3 separate regions of the Mus musculus genome follow, and all the other regions are linked to region 2. Evidence: chromatin contacts called from public Hi-C and HiChIP or PLAC-seq data. All regions are on one chromosome and are shown on one strand. Each heading gives the region's core, a stretch centred on a gene start, on an enhancer-like site or on the middle of the called end of the contact. The rest is flanking DNA. Distances are from core to core; before and after follow the strand shown.

What was found. A called contact is a pair of places that touch in the nucleus more often than the background predicts. HiChIP or PLAC-seq counts read pairs in DNA pulled down with a chosen protein or histone mark.
Region 1: an HNF4G HiChIP or PLAC-seq map of pancreatic cancer cells shows a contact between it and region 2. The contact joins two enhancer-like sites. A contact is called at or near these places in 1 of 115 datasets of contacts at active chromatin or transcription factors (pancreatic cancer cells) and 2 of 9 other capture datasets (adipose tissue and liver).
Region 3: a contact with region 2 is called in a Hi-C map of the N1E-115 cell line, with 10 times the contacts expected there. The contact joins two enhancer-like sites. A contact is called at or near these places in 1 of 15 datasets of contacts at CTCF or cohesin (the NIH/3T3 cell line), 8 of 484 Hi-C or Micro-C datasets (the HPC-7 cell line, the N1E-115 cell line, beige adipocytes and 5 more), 4 of 115 datasets of contacts at active chromatin or transcription factors (T-cell acute lymphoblastic leukemia, embryonic stem cells, fibro-adipogenic progenitors and 1 more) and 3 of 9 other capture datasets (adipose tissue, liver and pancreatic islet).

The regions. Positions count from the first base shown.
Region 1 is chr7:139,272,057-139,275,434 of GRCm38.p6, reverse strand. Gm32486 (a long non-coding RNA gene) reads left to right here. Exons shown (of 3, transcript XR_880989.2): 3 at 3,203-3,378. Among named protein-coding and RNA genes, the nearest start is that of Gm51504, 5.1 kb to the left of the region's middle. Within about 2 kb of position 1,939, at least 164 of the 459 cell types and tissues checked have an H3K27ac peak or open chromatin away from gene starts, as enhancers often do. A contact at or near this core is called in adipose tissue, liver and pancreatic cancer cells, where this site is marked.
Region 2 is chr7:139,439,806-139,443,248 of GRCm38.p6, reverse strand. The region is part of intron 1 of Inpp5a (inositol polyphosphate-5-phosphatase A); the gene reads right to left. Among named protein-coding and RNA genes, the nearest start is that of Gm46004, 52 kb to the right of the region's middle. Within about 2 kb of position 1,273, at least 61 of the 459 cell types and tissues checked have an H3K27ac peak or open chromatin away from gene starts, as enhancers often do. A contact at or near this core is called in the N1E-115 cell line, adipose tissue, beige adipocytes and 2 more, where this site is marked.
Region 3 is chr7:139,307,388-139,310,968 of GRCm38.p6, reverse strand. No RefSeq gene overlaps it. Among named protein-coding and RNA genes, the nearest start is that of Gm32486, 12 kb to the right of the region's middle. Within about 2 kb of position 1,733, at least 89 of the 459 cell types and tissues checked have an H3K27ac peak or open chromatin away from gene starts, as enhancers often do. A contact at or near this core is called in the N1E-115 cell line, adipose tissue, beige adipocytes and 1 more, where this site is marked.

The sequences.
Region 1 (3,378 bases), core at 690-3,189, 170 kb after region 2:
TCCTGCCTCATCCCTTGGGCTAAGGCACTCTGAACACCTGTCTGTAGCAGGGACATCTGGAGGACCTGGCTGGGCATCCCACTAGCATTACCATCCCTAGGGACCACCCTTAGCAGCTAATCTGGTGGCATGGGATGGATGCCTCCAAGTTTGGTCAGGAGAGAGGAAGCCCAGGTGTGGTCTTGGAGCTAAAGTACAGCTCAGTCCTTCCTTCTTTTAACAGAGCTGGTGTGTGTGTGTGTCTGTGTGTGTGTGTGTGTCTGTGTGTGTGTGTGTGTGTCTGTGTGTGTGTGTCTGTATGTGTGTATGTGTGTGTATGTGTGTGTGTGTATGTGTGTGTGTCTGTGTGTGTATGTCTCTGTGTGTGTCTGTGTGTGTGTCTGTCTGTGTGTGTCTCACCTGTCACTGTAAGTCACCATTATGGCTCCTACCTGAAAATGATCCCAATCTGTGACCCATAGGACCCAGAGGCCACATACAAACCCGTGTCCACACAGAAACCAGAGCACTCATGTTCTCGGTAGCTTTACTCACAGCGGTGCAAGATCTAGGTGCTACTGGGTCAGAAAATGGGGTGTTGTGGAGGTGGGTCACAGATAAAGGGCTTTCCCAGCTTGTGCATGGCCCTGGGTTCAACTCCCATTGCTTCAGAAAAACAACAACCCAAGACAACAAGAATAGTGCAAAACGTGACTCATCCATGTGGCAGAACCTTATTCAGCCTTAGAAAGGATGGAGCAGGAATGCATACTGCCAACACAAACCTTGGTAACACACTCAGTGAAAGAAGGGGCAAACCACATACGGCGGGACTCCAGGGACACAGGGCATGGATGCCCAGGATAGGATGGCTCCTCAGGCAGAAGTCAGAGGTCATGAGGCTCCGGGGATAGCACAGTTTAAAGATGTGGCTTTTCCATCGTAGGATATGATGATGTCCTCAAGTAGGCTATCGTGTTGTATGTGTCTGTCTGTGAACACACAAATAAAACCCACCCATTGTACCAGCCTCTCAACAAGCCCCTCAGATGAACAGTCAGGGTGGGCCTCTGTGGTGAGTGGGTAGCAGGAAAGATTCAGACTCGACAGGGTCTGCTCAGGCTAATGTCCTCACTGCCTGTGTCACGTGCTGGATTCTGGTCTTCCCATTCCATGCAAGACTGAAGAAGGTGGGCATGCTCTCTGTGGCTTCCCAGGGACCTTCTAGGGGAGCTGTATGACTCATAGGCCCTGCGTGTGTGCATCTCACAAACTCACTCCTGTGCAAGGATAGGACCCTCTGCAAGGTCATCTGGGGACATGGGGAGCCAGTCCTATGCTCCAGAAACCCTGGACATCCCAGGCCCCTCTGTCCTAGCCCCTCCTCTTTCCTACCACCTGTGACTGCCCCATCAGTACCACCAAGTGCCTTGCTAACATGTCTCCTTTATAGTCAAGTCACCACATGACCCTACTTCTATGGGCAGCTACCTCTCTGTCCTAGTGTCCAGCCTCAGACCTCTATGGTCCCAACTTCTAATTCCCACCTACGCCTTCCAGCTCCCCAGACACCACAGTCCCCTCTAGCTGTGGACAATGATCCTGTTCTTCTGTGGGCTTCACAGGGCCCCATTCCTAGGCTCCATCTCTCCGTTGGCCAGGAAGGCCAGGTGGCCACTCTTTCTGCCACCTTCTAGAATCACAAGGAAGGAAATCCTCCCAGTGCCCTACGGTGACCAGGGCTTGCCCACCCTAGGAAGAGCTTCTGTAGATCCCAGTGCAAAACCCAAGGCAGTGTCAGGCAGGGCAGGAGCTAAAAATAAACCAGCCTGGGGAGAGGCTGGTTGGCGCCTCCGGAGGGGGGGCAGACAGGAAGAGAGCCTGGGCTGGTGACAGCAGTAGCCATAGTCCTAGGAGAAGCAGGAGGAGCCACAGACTCTTACTTGAATCCACAGAGAGCTGTGGGAGGAGGAAGTCAGTCCTGGATCAGACCTGTGGGCAGCTCCCCCTCCAGCCACAGCCCCTCCTTCTGGCTGGGCATTGGTCAGCTCTGGAAGCTTCTTTAGGTTTCTGGGGCACAAAACAGCTTAGCCTTCCTGAACAGGTGATGACCACTCTCAGTCAGGGGCAGGCTCAACCTAGCCATCCAGACAGCCCATCCCTACCTCTGTGTGTGTGTGTGTGTGTGTGTGTGTGTGTGTGTGTGTCCCTGCTGTGTGCACCTCTCCTCTTCCTGGCTCACTCCTTCAGGCAGAGAGGGTCAGGGTAGGGGAAGCTCCCATGGGGGTTAATCTATCCAGGCCATTGCTCCTTCTTCAGTGTCCAGAGGGACAAGTTGCCACTAAACACCAGGCAACTATGAGGAGCCTAGGGCATGCAGGGGGAATCTCAGGACATGGGGAGACACAGGGAACATGGAAGGGAGAGCCAGGCAGAGCTTCTTGATGGCAGGAAGCCAAGTCTGAAGAGCAAACATCTGTGAATGCCAGAAAGACTCTCTGGGAAGAAGAGCAGAAGCACATATGGGAGGAGCCCATATACTTTTATCTTCTTTTACTAATTCTTTACCACCAACAGTGGTTACCTCAGAGTAAAAGAGGCCCTGCAGAGATCACACGAGGGTGTGGCACCACCAGGCTGCATCTGAAAGTATCCAGCCTTGGGGCCTTCTGCTCAGTGGACAGAGACCAGGAACTAGTTGGGGGACTATGCCCTTGTAGTACAGGGCTCCAGGCTTGATGTGGGACCCATGTTGTGACCATGGGTCCAGCCCACAGGGATGACTCTGTCATTGTCTCTTCCCAGCTCCTCCTTAGCCATGAGAGAGACCCACACTTCGAGGCCAGAGGCAAGAGCACACAGAAGTAGCTAAGGTGGCCCCAGGAGTGCAGGGCCAAACCAGATCTGTCCTGGGGTCAACAGTTCTGCTCTCCAGGCCTCTGCCCAGCTTCATTCTGTCCCACATTGCTAGGCCACAGTCCCAGCAACCCACAGCCTCCAGGGCAGTCTGAGCAAGCAGTAAAGGGCATTTCCTGGCTGCATCCTAGAGATGCATGGGGAGTAGAAGCTTGGTGGGGGTGGGGAGGAGGAGGAGGAGGAGGAGGAGTTTAGGCAGGGATTGGGGTTGGGGAGGCAAGTGACAGAAAAGAGTTCCTTGTGCATGCTTGGGACTCTATTTCTTGAGGCCTCTGCCCACAGATCCTTCATGTTGTTCCCCATCCAGGCTGTTCAGTATCAGAACAGTGACAGCTGGCCTCAGCACATGGCAACTGATGGTCAGCCCTGATGAAGAAAGGATAATGGAGAAAGAGCTGGTTGTCATGTCACCGCTGCTCACATGAAGGATGCTGGATGGCTAATCAGTGGAATAGAGCCTGTTCTTAGAGTATAACTATGCCG
Region 2 (3,443 bases), core at 24-2,523:
AGCCAGAGAAAGGGTAGTGAGGAGGAAGAGAGGGAGGGTGGCCAAAATATAGCCCACCTTCAGACAAGTCTGCTGCAGCAAGTCCCAGGCAGCAGAGCCCCTCTCCCACCTCAGCCCTCAGATCCTCTCAACAGCATTCCAAATAGGAATGGAGGAAACAGCACATTTTGGAATAGCTGTCCTTCCTCCCCGCAGTGGTTACTTCTTTCTCTTTCTTTTATTCTTATAAGTACCATGCACTGCTTTCACATTTTTAACTCTTCAAGGTCTGAGGAAGAAAACCACCAAAGCATTCAGAATGCTGTAGCCAACACTGAATAACCACTGTGGCTGAAGCAGCAATAAAAGAGAAGTGATAGAGAGAGGAAATGTGTGCAGCTTCTACGAAAGCTGTGGCCCAAGTCCGGGCTGTATAAAAAGCTGCTAGATAAGCCAGAAAGGAATCATTAGCACATACACACACACACACACACACACACACACACACACACACATGAAAGAGAGTGGGTAGACTGAGAAACTATGCACAAACCCACATACACCACATGCATGAGACACTTGCCCAAAAGTACAGGTGCACACATCAACTCAAAAGCCACCTGGGTCAGGTGATTGCTACACAGATATACAGCACTGTAGAGTATGCCCAGAGTCAGGAGTCTCTCCCACTGCAAGTCAGCACAGACCTCATCTTCCTATGAGGACAGAAATGTTCTATATTTGCAATGGCCAGATCTGTCCTGGAAATGTGCTACTGTGGCTGGGTATTTTATGCTATTTTTATTGTTTAAACAATATGGGGCTGGCGGCTATGTTATTAGACTGGAGAGCTCTAGATTACAGACAAAGGAAACTGAGTTCTATGATGCAATAAATATAGCATTTACATATAAACAGGATAAGCACAGCACACACAAACAAGGACAATTCAAACCAAGCACGTTCACGGCCATGACACACATGCCCAAGACACCCAGCTGCAGTCACAGCTTCACATGCCACACTCACTGGGAAACTAAGAACACACACAGTTTCCTATGGGGAAACAAAGCTGACCACACTATCAAAGGCAATCACGCAGTCATCTTCACAGTTTGCTCCAAACACAGCTCTACACAGAAGGAGCAAGGTCCTCCTTGCCCAAGGTCCTGTTCCTGTCCTCAGAGGAAGGAGCCAACCAAGTGAGTATCAGCGGGCCAGCAGAGGCCTCCAGTGCTGCACAGACTGAAGACAAGCACAGCCAAGACCAGCTCGCCTCAACAACCCTGGGAAGGGCCGTGGCAGCAGGGCACAGATAGTATCTGTACAAGCCACTGGAGCCTGGGTGCAGACTAGTGTGAGGAGGGAATCCACGCCACTGTGTTACGGGCGTGTTGGTTACTTTTCCATTACTGTGACCAAGTATCTGACAAGCAGCCTAGAGGGGGTTGTTTGTTTTGGCTCGCGGTTGCACAGCATTCGGCTTGCAGTTGCTTGCCTCCATGTACTTGGACAGAACATCATGGCAGCAGGAGCCTGCAGTTCACCTCGGAGCACAGGACAGAGAGAAAGAGACAGACAGGGGCCAGGATCTACCCCAAAGATCTACCCCAGTGAACTACTTCCTCCAGCTAGAGCCTATCACCCCAAGTTTTCAGAACCTCCCCTGAATAGTGTCACCAGTTAGAAATGGGCTTTAGCACACAAACCTGTGAGAGGCTTCATATTTAAAACACAACTGGGCATTCCATATACTGTGGACTTTACCTCGGGTAACCTTTCAGGTTCTCAGTAAAGAGGCAGGAAAGATCCTTGCAGGCCCTGAGAAGGATATAGAAGCAATGAGGTGAACTGTACCCTGAGCATCCCCAGAGCCTACCCCAGGGATCAGGATTTTAATTCCTAGCCCACCGGCAAGGGCTCCTTCCTCACAAAGCCTTCCACCTCACCTAGGAAGAGCAAGGCAGATGTGGAGGAGGAAAGTCCGGGCACAGAGCCGGGGGTGGGGGAGGGGGGGTGATCACAGACTGCAGATTCTCCCGCCTGATTGCTGCACCACAATTGCAAGCTGTGACAGAGAGGCAGAACAGTGACAGCCTCTTTGGAGACTCAGAGACACCAAAGGCATCTGAAGAAAGCGACACAGACACAGCATTGGAGAGATGTGAACCCTCTGCTGTGGCCCCAAAACACATCAGAATCAGCCAGCTCCAGAGGCCAATCCACCTCAGCTCCCTTCACCTCACATGCCATGTCTGCATTCCGGCAAAACTCACAGAGTTTGCAAAAGACAAGAAAAGCCCGAAGACATAAAACACACATCAGAAGTGACCTCAGCTATGACACACATCTGAAACGATGGAAACACACACACACTAAGGACTCTTAAGGGGAGAATGGATGTCTGGAGAACAAATCTGACATTTGGACTATATGACAAAATGATGTAGCCAGAAGTCAGGCACTGCAGCAGAAGAAATGATGGCCTCTGCCAGGCTCACTGGAGACCCAGCCACAGAGGAGAGGCCAGTAATCATAGAGAAATGTCAACAGGAATGTCCCAGACTGACTGAACCACAGAGAGATAGAGATCTTAAACAGAGCAGGGCTGGGCTAGGGAAGTAGCTTATCCTGTAGAGGGTTTCCCATGCAAGCTTGAGGACCTGAGTTCAAGACCCAGGACCCATGTAACAGCTCAGTGTGGCCAGCGTGTAAACCCTAGTGCTGGGGACACTGAGACAGCAGATCCCTATGGCTCACAAACCAGCCAGTCTAGCCTAATCCCGGAGCCCCAGACAGTGAGAGACCCTCTAGTAAGAACAATAAATATAAGGGGTTGGAGAGATGGCTCAGCAATGAAGAACACTGGCTGCTCTTGTAGAGGACCAGGTTCGGTGGCAGTTCACAACTGTAGCTCCAGCTCTTGAGGCTCTGACACCCTCCTCTTTTCTCCCTGGACACCAGGCACACATATGGTGCACAGACACTCATGCAGACAAAACACTAATATGCAAAAAAAATATATTTTTTAAGTAAAAATAAAAGCTACCTGGCTTTTGATGAATAACACGTCAGACTGACCTCTGGTGAAGAAAGAGAAAGCAAGAGCAGGCTTTCTGGAAACAGAAAGTAACTTCAAAAGCTGTGAGTCTCTAACATACCAAGAGAACCAGAAGGATAGCAGAAATGTGAAGCAGTGATGAGTAAGAATTCCCTGAGACTAATGACAAGCCTGACAAGGCATGGATGCGACAAACTGAGCAACAAACACCATGCAGAATAAATATAAAAACATCCAAACTTGATTGTGTCTCATTCAAACTTCAGGACACGATTAACAGAGAAGATTCTTAAAGGAGGCAAGAAAAAAAATAGATCTTAACTATGAAAGAACAATGGCAAGAATCACAGTCAACATCTCAACAAAACAATGCAAATAAGAGGAAGCTATTTTTAGTGGTGAA
Region 3 (3,581 bases), core at 484-2,983, 130 kb after region 2:
TAGCTGGTGCAGCTTCCTGCCACCGTGGAAGGCAAGGACACCCTGAATTAGCCAGGCCCCTCTGACATCACTGGCACAGCTCACGTGATCCCCTGCTTCGCCTCATGTGGATAGCAGCATCCAGTAACTAGGGCTTATGATCTTCAGGGTCACCTACAGAGAGTCCCACTAGGCCTTTCTCTTATCCTGAGTACACACACAAGGATGCTGAGAGCTAAGGGCCAGGGGGGGCGGATCTGTGGGGCTGCTTGTTCTTGGCTGGAACAAGCTGATAGAGGCTGGATTGTTCTTGCTGACACTGAGTGGAGCTTAGAGGCCACACAGGGGCTGTGATCCTAGGGGTGGACAGCTCTGGCATGAGTCCAGAGACTTCAAAGGCACAGGGCTTTCATTGGCAATGGGCCTCCCAAAGAGTGTTCTGGACATGAGGCCGTTAATGAGCCTCGCAGATGGGGAATGATGGCTGATGTAGGAATGGGAGGGGTGCTTACTGCATGGTGTTCTGAGCACAGCACCTGAAGCAAAGGGCAGGGCAGGATGCTGCCATTAGGCCATTGCACTTGGTGTCTGCTCTCACAGAAGCCGGGGGGGGGGGGTATCTGCAGGGCCTTTATATCTCTGTTTGCTGGCTTGTTTGTTTTGAAGCAGTCTCCTATTGTAGACTAGACTGGCATCAAACTCACAGAGATCCACCTGCCTCTGCATCCTGAGTGCTAGGATAAAAGGCTTATACCACTATACCCAGCCTCATGATCACTGGAACCCCTGGTTTCTGCTCAACTTAGCCTCATTAGCCCCCAAGTCTTTTGGTCTGATAAGAGTGGGTAGCCTGTAGGAGCAGATAGAGAGGCTCTAGGACTGAGAGTACCATAGCTTATGCCTATAATTCTAGCCCTTGGGTGGCAGAGTCGGGAAGATCCCAAGTTCTAGACCAGCCTAAACTACATAGAGAGACCTGACTCAAAAACACATGGAGAGGAGTGGGCATGGTAGCACATGCCTTAAATTCCAGGCAGGGGGAGATAAGCAGATTTTTGTGAGTTTGAAGCTAGCCCAGTCTATACAGAGAGTTTCAGGGTATCCAGGGCTATATAGTGAAACCCTGCCTCAAAAACAGCATTCACACACCCATAGAGAGAGGCAGAAGATGGGGGAGGGGAGTTAGGGAGAGGGCTAGAGGAAAGAAGGAAGGAAGGAAGGAAGGAAGGGAGGGAGGGAGGGAGGGAGGGAGGGAGGGAGGAAGAGAAGGAGGGAGGGAGGGAGGGAGAGAGGGAGGGAGGAAGGAAGGAAGGAAAGAAGGAAAGAAAGAAAGAAAGAAGGAAAGAAGGAAAGAAAGAATGAAAGGGGAGGAGGCTTTGCTCTGGTCTAAGCTATATCTGGCAAGGGACTGGGAACTGAGGCTCCTAGGTTTCTACATATGACTTTTCCAAGCCAGGCCTGTACAGAGGGACCTGGGGCTGGTGCCAGGAAGGAGGCAGCTTGGGCTAGTGGTTCCCTGGGCTGCCATGGGTGGAGATTCTCTGTGCTTAAGATCCTCATGGTCTCTTTCATATCTCAGAGCAAGGAGGTCCTGAGAGGTCAATATGGCTCAGAGCCCCAGCCGGCAAGTGGCTGACTCTTGGTCCTGCCTGGGGAGTGGGAGGGGCCTGCCTTGGCCTGCAGAGCATCTTGGAAGCTTCTGGGCTGGGGCAGGCCCAGGCTCCTTTAGACTCCTGGCCAGAGAAGAAAACCAGATGGGCTGACTCAGGACAGGCCTGGCTGCTTCCTTTCCCACCGCTAGGGCCAGCAGTGAGTGCTCTCCTAAGACAGTGACCTCAGCAGTTATATCAACTCCAGGAGGCCTGTGCCCAGGGACTGAAGTAGGGACATACATTCCATCCATCCTGCTGTGGAGTTGGGGGTAACCTTCTGAGCCCCAGGCCCCCTGATGTGGCAGTGGGCTTTCTGAGACACTGAGACTGAAAGAGAGGAGCCAGGAGACCAAGGCCAGCTTAATCACTTCCGAGGAGCTAATTGGTTAGACTGTGGGACTCAGTTTCCCTTTTCATCCTCAGCAGCATTGACCTAATGGTCTGGATTAACTCACAAATTAAAAGTTCCTCTAACTGGTTTGCCCCAGGCCTGTCCCAGACCCACTTGTGTGTGTTCCCTGGTTCTGCTTGCCCGTGACTGGTTGTTCCTTCAGGCAGAGTAGACAGTGTGGTGTTTCTTTGGACATTTGCTGGAGGACAAGGGCCATTCCTGGGCCAACCTCAAGATGGCTCTGTTCCGTACAGTGAGGCCAGCTTCCCTCTTTCTGGGAGTTTCCAGGCTTGGAAGAACATGCTGGCTTTCGGCTCAGCCAGAGAACATGAGGAGTTGGCTGGGGCTGCAACGGCCCTTCCAAATATGTAGGCAGGGCTGGGCAGCCCCAGCGTGGCTCTCTGGGGGCCTCCAGGAGGATGCAGGGGTATCAGGAGTGTCATTTTTCCAAACATGGACAATGCCAGACCTGTTGGGTCCACGTTGCCCTGTCAAGCCTGCTCCTGGGCCTCTCACAACTGAAGAAAGGAGTTGTCCCACAAAGCTCTGGGGGTATGGGGACAATATGAACTGCCCTGAAGGAGACACTATACTCTTGTTCCAATGGAGGTAGGCTGTGAACAGACTGGGGCACAGGGCTACCAAACTGGCGTTACATGGTGTTCCTACCTGGTGTTACATGGTATCTGGTGCTGGCTGGTTTGTTGAGGTGATAAGGTCCTGGGTGACGTGTCTTTTTGTTTGTTTAGTTGGTTGGTTTGGTTTGGTTTGGTTTGGTTTTTTTTGAGACAGGGTTTCTCTGCATAGCCCTGGCTGTCCTGGAACTCACTCTGTAGACCAGGCTGGCCTCGAACTCAGAAATCTGACTGCCTCTGCCTCCCAAGTGCTGGGATTAAAGGCGTGCACCACCACGCCCGGCCTCTGGTTGATGTGTCTTTGACAGCACTTAGATTAAGGCTATCAGCCACGAGAGGTCCAGGGTTGGTAGCTCCTGCAGTTCTTTCTGACTACTACCAAGAAGGGGACTAGTGGCCACTACTTGTCCCATTGCCTACCACTACACCTGCCAGGGGAAAGCCTCAGAAGTAACTAGGCAAGTAACAACAACAACAACAACAGCACACTAGCACTGTCAGTATTTAGAACCCTCCCAGGGCCAGGGCTCCTTCTTTAAGGATGACACACCCTTCCAGGGACAGGACACCCTCCCAAGATGAGGATATCTTCCTCAGGGCCAGAATACCCTCTCAGGGATGAGATGTCTCCCAGGGCTAGGATATCCTCCCAAAGGCACAACATCTTCCTAGGAGCAGGACGCCATCCAGGGTATAACACTCTCTTACAGTTAGGACAGCCTCCTGAAGTGTTCTGGCTGCCTAGTTTTCTGGTACATCCAGGGGATGCTTGTACCCCCATCTCCAGTCAGGTCTCTAGATGCTCCCAGCCCCACTGTCTTTCCCCAGACCCCTTTCCTAGTGAAAACAAAGTAGGGAGGGGAGAAGTCAGATGACTGAGGGAAAGGGGCAGCTTCCCCCACCCACCCTGTGGCATAATGAGTG